Linked DNA regions of Mus musculus: regions 2 and 3 are each linked to region 1. Evidence: chromatin contacts called from public Hi-C and promoter capture Hi-C data. All regions are on one chromosome and are shown on one strand. Each heading gives the region's core, a stretch centred on a gene start, on an enhancer-like site or on the middle of the called end of the contact. The rest is flanking DNA. Distances are from core to core; before and after follow the strand shown. Region 1 holds the start of Nomo1 (nodal modulator 1). Region 2 holds the start of Sult2b1 (sulfotransferase family, cytosolic, 2B, member 1). Region 3 holds the start of Kcnc1 (potassium voltage gated channel, Shaw-related subfamily, member 1).

Region 1 (2,830 bases), core at 218-2,717:
CGGAAGAGCAGTCAGTGCTCTTAACCGCTGAGCCGCCTCTCCAGCCCCATAAATATCTTTTTAAATATAATTATGAACTTAGTTAATATGTTTTGCAGAAGAAAACATCATTTAGCCAGGTAGGTGGTATATGCTTTTAATCCCCAGCACTCAGGAGGCAGAGGCAGGGGGATGTAAGTGAGTTTGAGGCCTACCAGGGCTACCTAGTGAGATGAAGTCTCAAAGCCAAGTACAGCATCATTTGTAATGGAAAACCATGTCAACAGAAATACATCATTGGTAATAAAGAAGCCAGATGCACAGATTTCTTTATGTGCACATGTGTGGGTGTGTCAACACAAAACCAGAGCTCTCATCTTAAGGGGAATAATAGATAGTTTATTCTGGAGCCATTTTGAGCCATGGCCCAGGAACACAGATTCCAGATTACCTCAAATTCTATCGTCCATCATGGAAGCAGTGTGAGGTGTCAAACCTGGGACACACCGCTGAGGTGCCTATTTAACATATTAAAGCGGACCTGGCCCCCAGGTTCTATCAGCAACACTCAGCTCCTAACTCTTACAGGGCCACCATGGCTGACATCCCCCATCCCCTGCCCTGAACTCTCCAGGGCTACACCTCTGTGCCTCCTGGCTGCTGCACTTGGTTCCCCTCTCTCCACTCTCCCTTCCCCTCCCTGTCTCTTCTCATGGCTCAGGGTCACGTTCACTCTGGACTCTCCCAGATGTTCCCGCCTCTGGCTGTGCTCTCCCAGATGTCTATAATAAACCTTCTGCCCCAGCACATCCATCAGAGGACGCCTGGAGTATCACTGTCAGGTAGGAAGGTGACCCACATCCTCGGAGACTGAGCTTCTTACTGTTCTCCCCTTAGACTAGACAGTGAGCCCCGGGGGTCCTCCAGTCTCCACCTCCCCAGTGCTGAGGTTGCTGGTGTTAGCATGGTTCTGGGGGTCAAACTCAGATCCTTATCATTGTGAGACACTTTACTGACTGCCGTCAACCCAAGACACCCCCCAACCCCCCACCCTTACTCTCTGGTTACCCTAGTACTCTCTATGTAACCCAAGCAGGGCTAAAGTTGCCCAGGTTGGTTTTGAATGTGCCCTGTGGTTCAGGCAAGCCTTAGACTTGTTTGGCTAAAACAAAATTTTAATATACAGTCAAGCACTGGTAAGAGATGGCGTCGTGGGAAAAAGAACTAAATAACACATTTCTAAAGGGCTTTTTGAAATTACATCTGGCGTGAAATATGTGAGTCAAAAAGACTTGGGCTTTGTTGAATACATTAATCAACAAAAAAGCTCTTAGCCGTGACGATGACTCTGAAGTGGAAGCCTGTCTGGGCTGTTCCTTCCAGAGGCTGCGCAGAGTCCTCCAGGACGCCAGAGGCGCAAGCGGCCATCATTCCGGGCGGATCGCGTGTCGCGTCGGTCTTTCTTGGGGGCGTGGGCGCAGGGCCGCGGCGCGCCTGCGCAGAGCAGCTCCGGGGCGGGTCCTGGGCTTGTCAGCCCAGCGAGGAGAAGGAAGGAGCCGGCTGCGTGCGGTGTGAGGGGCGGGACCGGGCGGGTTGCGGAGGGTAGGCACGCGGAGGCCGGGCCATGCGTGCGGGCCGGTGTGCCGCGGCGCTGCTGCTGCTGCTACTGAGCGGCGCGGGGCGCGCGATCGGCTCCGAGGACATCGTGGTAGGCTGCGGGGGTTTCGTGAAGTCGGACGTGGAGATCAACTACTCGCTCATCGAGGTGAGCCCCGGCCGCGCGTAGCCGGGTGGGCTGGATGACCCTTGGCCAGGCTCTCGGCTGCTCTGCACTCTTCCTCAGCCGCGCCGAGGAGCGGGAAGGCCGAGAGGGTCTGCCCGACCCCGGCTCCCCCATACCAGGACCTCCGAAACTCTAATCTGCCCAACCCATATTGCAGAACTTGGAAACCACACGTGTCACTCTCCGTACTAAAGACCCCAAGGCTCGGACTTACCGCTCCTCCATCCTCCCTGGGATGAATTTAAAGATGATCGATTCCCATTGCTAAGTCCTGACATGGAACAGTGTAACAACCTCTGGGGCTGCGAAGCTGCCCTACCTTCCCCACCTCTCCTTTTTAAAGTTGCCAGCCACCTTGCATAGTTGCTGGAATTACACTAGAGATTTGTGGAGTTATTTTTGACTGAGTCGAAAGTTAATGTGAAGTGGTTATCAACCCGGTGGGATTCTGACCCAGAAAGCCTGTGAGAAGAGGGGGTGGGGTAGAAGTAGACACAGGGGATTGGAGAGAGAGCTAGGCTAGGTTTTCCCAGGAGGGCTGGTAGTGCTGCCAGAGAAAGGAGGGAGATGGGAAGAGGTAAAGACTGGTGCCCAAGGAGGAGAAATGTGGAGGTGCCAAAGAGAAGGGCACCCGAGAGCCCTTTGAGCTGACCCAGTGGGGCCGGGGGGAAAAGGTGAGAAGCCGTTCCCACCCTGAATTCCTGTGGGCGTAGCCTTTCTTCAAACTACCTTTCTTCTAGGTGGGGTTAGAGGTGGTGTAAGATTTCCCGACGCGGAGAATCAACTGTCATCTTCCAGGCTTTCTCTGTAGAGTCCCTCTACCTCGTTGGTTGATTTATAATTGATTTTCCAATTTTTTGAGACACAGTATGGCCTTAGATTTACAATATACCCAAGGCTGGCTTTGAACTCTGGACACTCTTGCCTCTGTTTCCCACAGTGCTGGATTACAGGAGTATGTCCTGGTTCCATGTCACCAGGGGCCGTGCCACCTACTGGCTTTGTAGCATTGGGCATCTCAGAAGCTGCCCTGGAAGGCTTTTCAGCTTGAGCTTTCTGCAGCTTTGA
Region 2 (2,700 bases), core at 27-2,526, 290 kb before region 1:
CGGGGGCACACTCTTGATAGCTAATTGATAGAGAAGGTCCTAGCCCACTCAGGGCAGTGCCCCTCCTGGGCAGGGGCCTGGGGTTTATAGAGTTAGCTGAGCAAGCTCTAAGGAGCCAGGCAGTCACAGCAGGATCCTGTGTGATTTCTGCTTCTGTTCCTGATTGCGTTGCTTCTCTGTGATAAGGCTGGGGCCTGGAAGTGTAAGCCACACAGGGCCTGTCTTCCTTCGGTTGCTTTTGGTCAGGTGGTCTATTACAGCGACAAAGAGAGAAGCAGAATGCGCAGTGGCTTTCCTTCTCTGTGAAGACTGTGGAGTAGTCTGCATGCGAATTCACACGAAATGAGGAACCTCCTCCACAGACACGCGCGGTTCCGAGAACAAGCAACAGCCAGGGCAGACAGAGCGCTCAGAGAGAGCCAGATTAACCTTCCAGTGGATAAGCAGAGGTTTACCCAGTGACACTGTGCCCAGCAGCACACACCTGCCATTCCAGAACCCGAGACACTGAGACAGCAGGACCAGCTGAGGTTCAAGGCCAGCCTGGGCTACATGAAAACCTTTCTCAACAAAAATGAACAAATTACCCAGCAAACCATGCGCGGCTGGTGGCACTCAGTGCTGTGAAGGCTTGGGAGACAGGGAAGGATTGGGGACACTGTGGCAGCCCTAGAGGGGAGGGGACATTAGCTAGGCCTTCAGAGTCTCCCTGGAGCAGGGACTTAGTGCGCAGTGCAAAGGAAGGTACTGTTAGCAGAGGACAAGCTGCCGGGTTCTGCAAAGCAGGCTCCTCCCCTTCCTCCTCCCTTCTCTCCTCCCTTCCTCCCCAGCCCAGACTAGCACTACCGGTACCTGATTTGGGGTAGGTGACAATGAAGATGTCGTCGTCCCGCACGTTGCTAGTGTTCTCAGCCAGACTGAGGCTCTCCGGTGAGTACATGCCGACAGGAAAAGGGATACCTTTGTATCTGAAGTATTCACCTCCAAAATTCCAGCTGAAAGAGGGGAAGGGCACGTGTAAAGAAGACCAAGGAGGTGGGCAAGAGTCGCAGGGCCCTCCATTCACACGCCAGTGAGGAGTGTCCTTTCTCTGAGCCCCGTGTGTCCACCTGAGGAGTAGATCCACTTCAACTCCACCACAGCAGTCCCGTGATGTCATACTGTCGCCCCCACACTATGGGTGTAGAAAGCTGAGCGTGGAGGGTGGGAGTGACTCGCCCAAAGCTACGCTTCTGGTAGGAGGAAGGGTACTTCATGTCTGCAAAGTGGAGCTAAGTGTTCTCCTTATGTCTATTCCACATCCCAACCCTGGAGGGCGACACCACGTCATCAGGCCATTTTCCGAACGAGGAACCCAAGCCAAAGGTGGCAGGTGCCCCCGCCAACGCTGCACGCTGCAGAGCCCATGTGAGAACCCACGATGACTCACCGAGAAGCTAAAACGATCTAGCTGTTTGTCCCAAAGCCATGACGCATTTACGCAGCCACGAAACCGAGTTTCCAAAGAGAAGACTGAACCTAGACCTTTCAGAATGGTGCAAGAAGTGGTCCACTACGGAGCCCCGCCCCATCCCCCCCCCCCCCGCACTGTGAGCCCCGCCCACAGCCCTCTATTAATTTGTTGGAGACAGAGTCTCACTAAGCTGTTCTGGCTGGTCTTGAACTTTTGATTCTTGTGTGTCAGCCTCCTAAGTAGCTAGGATGACAGATTTGGGCCACCAGGCTCATGTGGGACACATATTTTATCTACTGATTTTTTTGTACTGATGGAGCTTGAGCCTTGATGCTGACACATTAGGCTATCACTCGACCACCACGCTACAACCCTTGGTTTCATGTTTTGAGGGAAAAGGAAACCACAGCATATTGCTTTGTTTTGAAGAAACGCACCCACTAAAAGTTCCTAAGAACAGCCTGGCTTCTGGATGCCGCATCTGCTTCGTTCCTCTGACTGGTGGGACCTCTGTGAGTGAGACCAGTGGATCACATCACGCTGGTCATTCCCAAAGGCTGAGACAGGAGGACAGAGAACTAAAGGCCAACTCCAAAAGTACAGGGAGATTTGGACTCAAAAAGGAAAAGACACTGGGGTGTGGTGGCGCACACTTTAAGTCCCAGGCAGAGTCAGGGAGATCGCTGAGTTTAAGGCCAGCCTGGTCTACAGAGTGAGTTCCAGGACAGCCAGGGCTACACAGAGAAACCCTATCTCGGAAAAAAAAAAAAAAAAAGACAGGGTTTCTCTGTGTAGCCCTGGCTGTCCTGGAACTCACTCTGTAGACCAGGCTGGCCTCGAACTCAGAAATCTGCTTGCCTCTGCTTCCCGAGTGCTGGGATTAAAGGCGTGCGCCACCACGCCCGGCTGAGAAACCCTGTCTTGAAAAACGAAAAAAAAAAAAAAGAAGAAAGAAAGAAAGAAAGAAGAAAGTTTGTAGTGGTAGAGCCCCTACCTAGAATCCCCATTCCAGCTTACACTTCTACATTGCTGTTCATCACTAAAGGAAGTCAGGACTGGAACTCAAGCAGGTCAGGGAGCAGGAGCTGATGCAGAGGCCATGGAGGGATATTACTTACTGGCTTGCTTCCCCTGGCTTGCTTAGCTTGCTTTCTTATAGAATCCAAGACTACCAGCCCAGAGATGGCACCACCCACAGCCCCCCCCCCCTTGATCACTAATTGAGAAAATGTCTTACCGTTGGATCT
Region 3 (2,700 bases), core at 127-2,626, 360 kb after region 1:
CTCTGAGACCAAAGGGAATGGCTGTCTGGAGGAACGCTGTGATTAGTTTCTGGAGGGAAGAGGTCTCCTCAGACTTTTCTCCTCTTTGTCTGTCCATCTCTGCCCCTTTCTGATAACTCTGCCTCTCTGCCTCCCGCCTCTCACCCCCTCTCTACCTCCCCGCACTTTCCCCCTGTGACATGAAGATCTGTTTTAATTAGTGCTGTGATTCCCACGATCAGGTGGGGAGATAGGTCACAGGTTTGTCCCTAGGCTCGCAACAGTGCCTGGGGGTCAGTATAGACAGACAGCTATCTGCACTGTTAGCCAACAGGTAAGAGTCTCTCGCTTCTTAATTAAATCCCCTGTGCCGGGGCAGCCTGTTCGATTGTAGTGGACAGGAATCAATAAGCATCTTTCATAGCCCAGTGGCCTCTGGAGCTGGGCCTGACCTTCCAGTCCCTCTCAATCCCACCTGCTCACTTCTTTAAAAAGCTGGGAGTCCCTGGAGGTTGAGAGCTGGGTCTGACTTGTCCCGTGTGATTTTTGTACTTGGTAGAGAATCTGGAGCAAGTACGGAATGAGAGCTAATGACTGTTGATTAAATAAACCTAGGGGTGAGTGGCAAGCGTGGGCCAGAAGGACTTTGAAGTTAGAAATACGATCTCTGTCCCCAGCATTAACTTCCAGTATGTAGGGACCACAGCCCTGGACATGCATGGCTCACCACCCAGAGTGCCTGAAGGGGAGCGAGGCCGCCAGTATTCAAGGGGCTGAGCAGTCTTTGTGCATGTTTTCATAAGGTAGTTCAGTTTTCTGGGTAAACTGAGGTCTGTCTGTCATGGTTGTGACTAAGCCACCCTAGAATCAGGAAGGGTTCAAGGCCTGAAAGGGGCCAAAGGGATCAAGAGGGGCTCGGGATTGATCATTAATGGTGAGTTAGGACAGAGGGATGGTGAAAAAGGTATTATTTTACAGTCCCTGTAAGAAGTTATCTCTGAAAGAATCATTGGGCCTTCAGGCTTCCCCGGGAAGGGTCGGTATTAAAAGATTCCTTAAGAGGTCAGTCTCGTCCTGGTCAAGGAATGGCTTGTCTGCTCAGGGTATCAGATGGCTCCTGGGTTAGAAGAGGAGCTGGCCGCCGCCCTTCTCACCTCGGTGTGACGGGGGCGCGGGCCCAGACGTCGCTGGGAGCCTCCGCCCAACAAGTGGAGCTCCCCTAGGGCGGAGCGTCGGCGGGTCCCCACCGAGCAAGAGGCAACGAAGGGCGGGCGCCCCCAGCGCCAGGGTTGAGGGAGGCGGGGTTCGGTGCCGGCCTCGGAGGGGGGCGCAGAATCAGGGCTTTTTAGGACCCAGCGCGGCGCCTCCCTCCGGGGGCGAGTGCGGCTGCGCGCGCCGTGTGCCCGTGTCCGGAGAGCCGCGGGCTGGACGCGGACCGCGCGAACGAGCAAGCGAGCAGGCAGCGGAGCAGCAGCCCGGAGGCAGCAGCGGCGCGGCGGCGGCGGTGGCGGCGGTGGCCGCTCCGCGCCTCGCCTCCCTGGCCTCGCCAGTCTCGCTGCGCCGCGCCCGGACCTGCCACCCCCGCCTACCGGGCCCGACCTCGGCAGCGCCCCTCGCCTCGGCTGCCAGCGCCACCCGCCCTCCTAGAGCAGAGAGCGGAGTGCGGGGCGCAGAGACACCGGAGCCAGTGCCCGCCGGCCCCGCCAAGCAAACCCGGCCGGGAGAACCTTCGCTCGGCCCAGCGCAGCTCCGCAGCCGTCCGGGAGCTGTCCCTTCAGCACCGCCGCGGAAGCCTGAGTCCCAACGCAGCCCAGCGGAACCCCTGACCCAGCCCGAGCGCACAAGGTGCTGCGCTCAGCGGCCGCCCCGCGGGGCAGCACCCTGGTGCCCCTACCCAGGGGACCCGCCATCCCCTCCGGGAGGCGGGGAGAAGGAACGAGGAGGGAGGTCAGGCAGCTTCACCCGCCACCGAGGGGAGTAGGCAGATAGGCAAGGAGAGCCGAAGGGGACCGGTCACGCAGGGAGGAGAGCAAGCCGCATCCGTCCCCACCGCACCGGGAGCGCGCTGCAGCGACCACCGCAGAGCCAAGCGCGGATTTCTCGTAACCCCCTCTTTCCCAGCTGGGGCTGGTCTATCGGTCCGGCCCCCGAAACGGAGCAGCTGACCTTCCCCTAAAAAGCTTTGTGTCGGTTTCTCCATTTTCCCGCTGAGATGATACCGGGAGCCCGGCCCCCCCATCCTCTCTCCCCTCCTCCCGGGCCTCGCCGCTGAGCGCCGCCCCACTCCCTTCCTCCCTCCCTCTTTACCTCCCTCCTCTCTTCCACTGCCTCCTCCGCAGCCAGGCCAGCTCCCTCTCACACTAGGCGCCTTAAAGACCCTAGGGAGCCCGTGCACACACCCCTGGACCCGCACCTGCCTGACAGCTCCCCCTGAGGGAGCTTGGCTCGTTGGTTGGGGTGGGTGGCCAGAGCCGCGGTCCTCTGTGCCCCCCGACGGCTGGGGGGAGGGGGGAAGAGGCCCTGCGCCCCCCTCCCCGTCGCCAACTCCCCCTGGCGGCAGCTCCCATGGGTGTCGCTGGGCCGCGCCATGCCTAAGGGGGCGCCGCGATGGGCCAAGGGGACGAGAGCGAGCGCATCGTGATCAACGTGGGCGGCACGCGCCACCAGACGTACCGCTCGACGCTGCGCACGCTGCCCGGCACGCGGCTTGCCTGGCTGGCA

The links. Promoter capture Hi-C pulls out the DNA fragments that hold promoters and counts their contacts. Hi-C and Micro-C count contacts between places; a contact is called where the count stands out from the background.
Region 2: a promoter capture Hi-C map of hippocampal neurons shows a contact between it and region 1, with 4 times the contacts expected there. The contact joins the promoter of Sult2b1 here to the promoter of Nomo1 in region 1. A contact is called at or near these places in 9 of 39 promoter capture datasets (the C10 cell line, HPC-7-derived erythroid cells, cranial neural crest and 6 more), 2 of 15 datasets of contacts at CTCF or cohesin (large pre-B cells and pro-B cells), 4 of 484 Hi-C or Micro-C datasets (the AML12 cell line, CD4 T cells, the G1E-ER4 cell line and 1 more), 14 of 115 datasets of contacts at active chromatin or transcription factors (the SCID.adh cell line, bone marrow-derived macrophages, double positive thymocytes and 10 more) and 4 of 9 other capture datasets (adipose tissue, liver, macrophages and 1 more).
Region 3: a contact with region 1 is called in a Hi-C map of CD8 T cells, with 4 times the contacts expected there. The contact joins the promoter of Kcnc1 here to the promoter of Nomo1 in region 1. A contact is called at or near these places in 2 of 484 Hi-C or Micro-C datasets (CD8 T cells and embryonic stem cells) and 1 of 115 datasets of contacts at active chromatin or transcription factors (memory CD8 T cells).

What each region holds. Positions count from the first base shown.
Region 1 is chr7:46,032,229-46,035,058 of GRCm38.p6, forward strand. It overlaps Nomo1 (nodal modulator 1), which reads left to right and starts at 1,468. Exons shown (of 31, transcript NM_153057.4): 1 at 1,468-1,744. The coding sequence starts at 1,604.
Region 2 is chr7:45,741,202-45,743,901 of GRCm38.p6, forward strand. It overlaps Sult2b1 (sulfotransferase family, cytosolic, 2B, member 1), which reads right to left and starts at 1,277. Exons shown (of 6, transcript NM_001360784.1): 1 at 853-1,277. The coding sequence starts at 1,159. Gm31597 (a long non-coding RNA gene) reads left to right here and starts at 761. Exons shown (of 3, transcript XR_391433.4): 1 at 761-930.
Region 3 is chr7:46,395,092-46,397,791 of GRCm38.p6, forward strand. It overlaps Kcnc1 (potassium voltage gated channel, Shaw-related subfamily, member 1), which reads left to right and starts at 1,377. Exons shown (of 4, transcript NM_001112739.2): 1 at 1,377-2,700. The coding sequence starts at 2,587.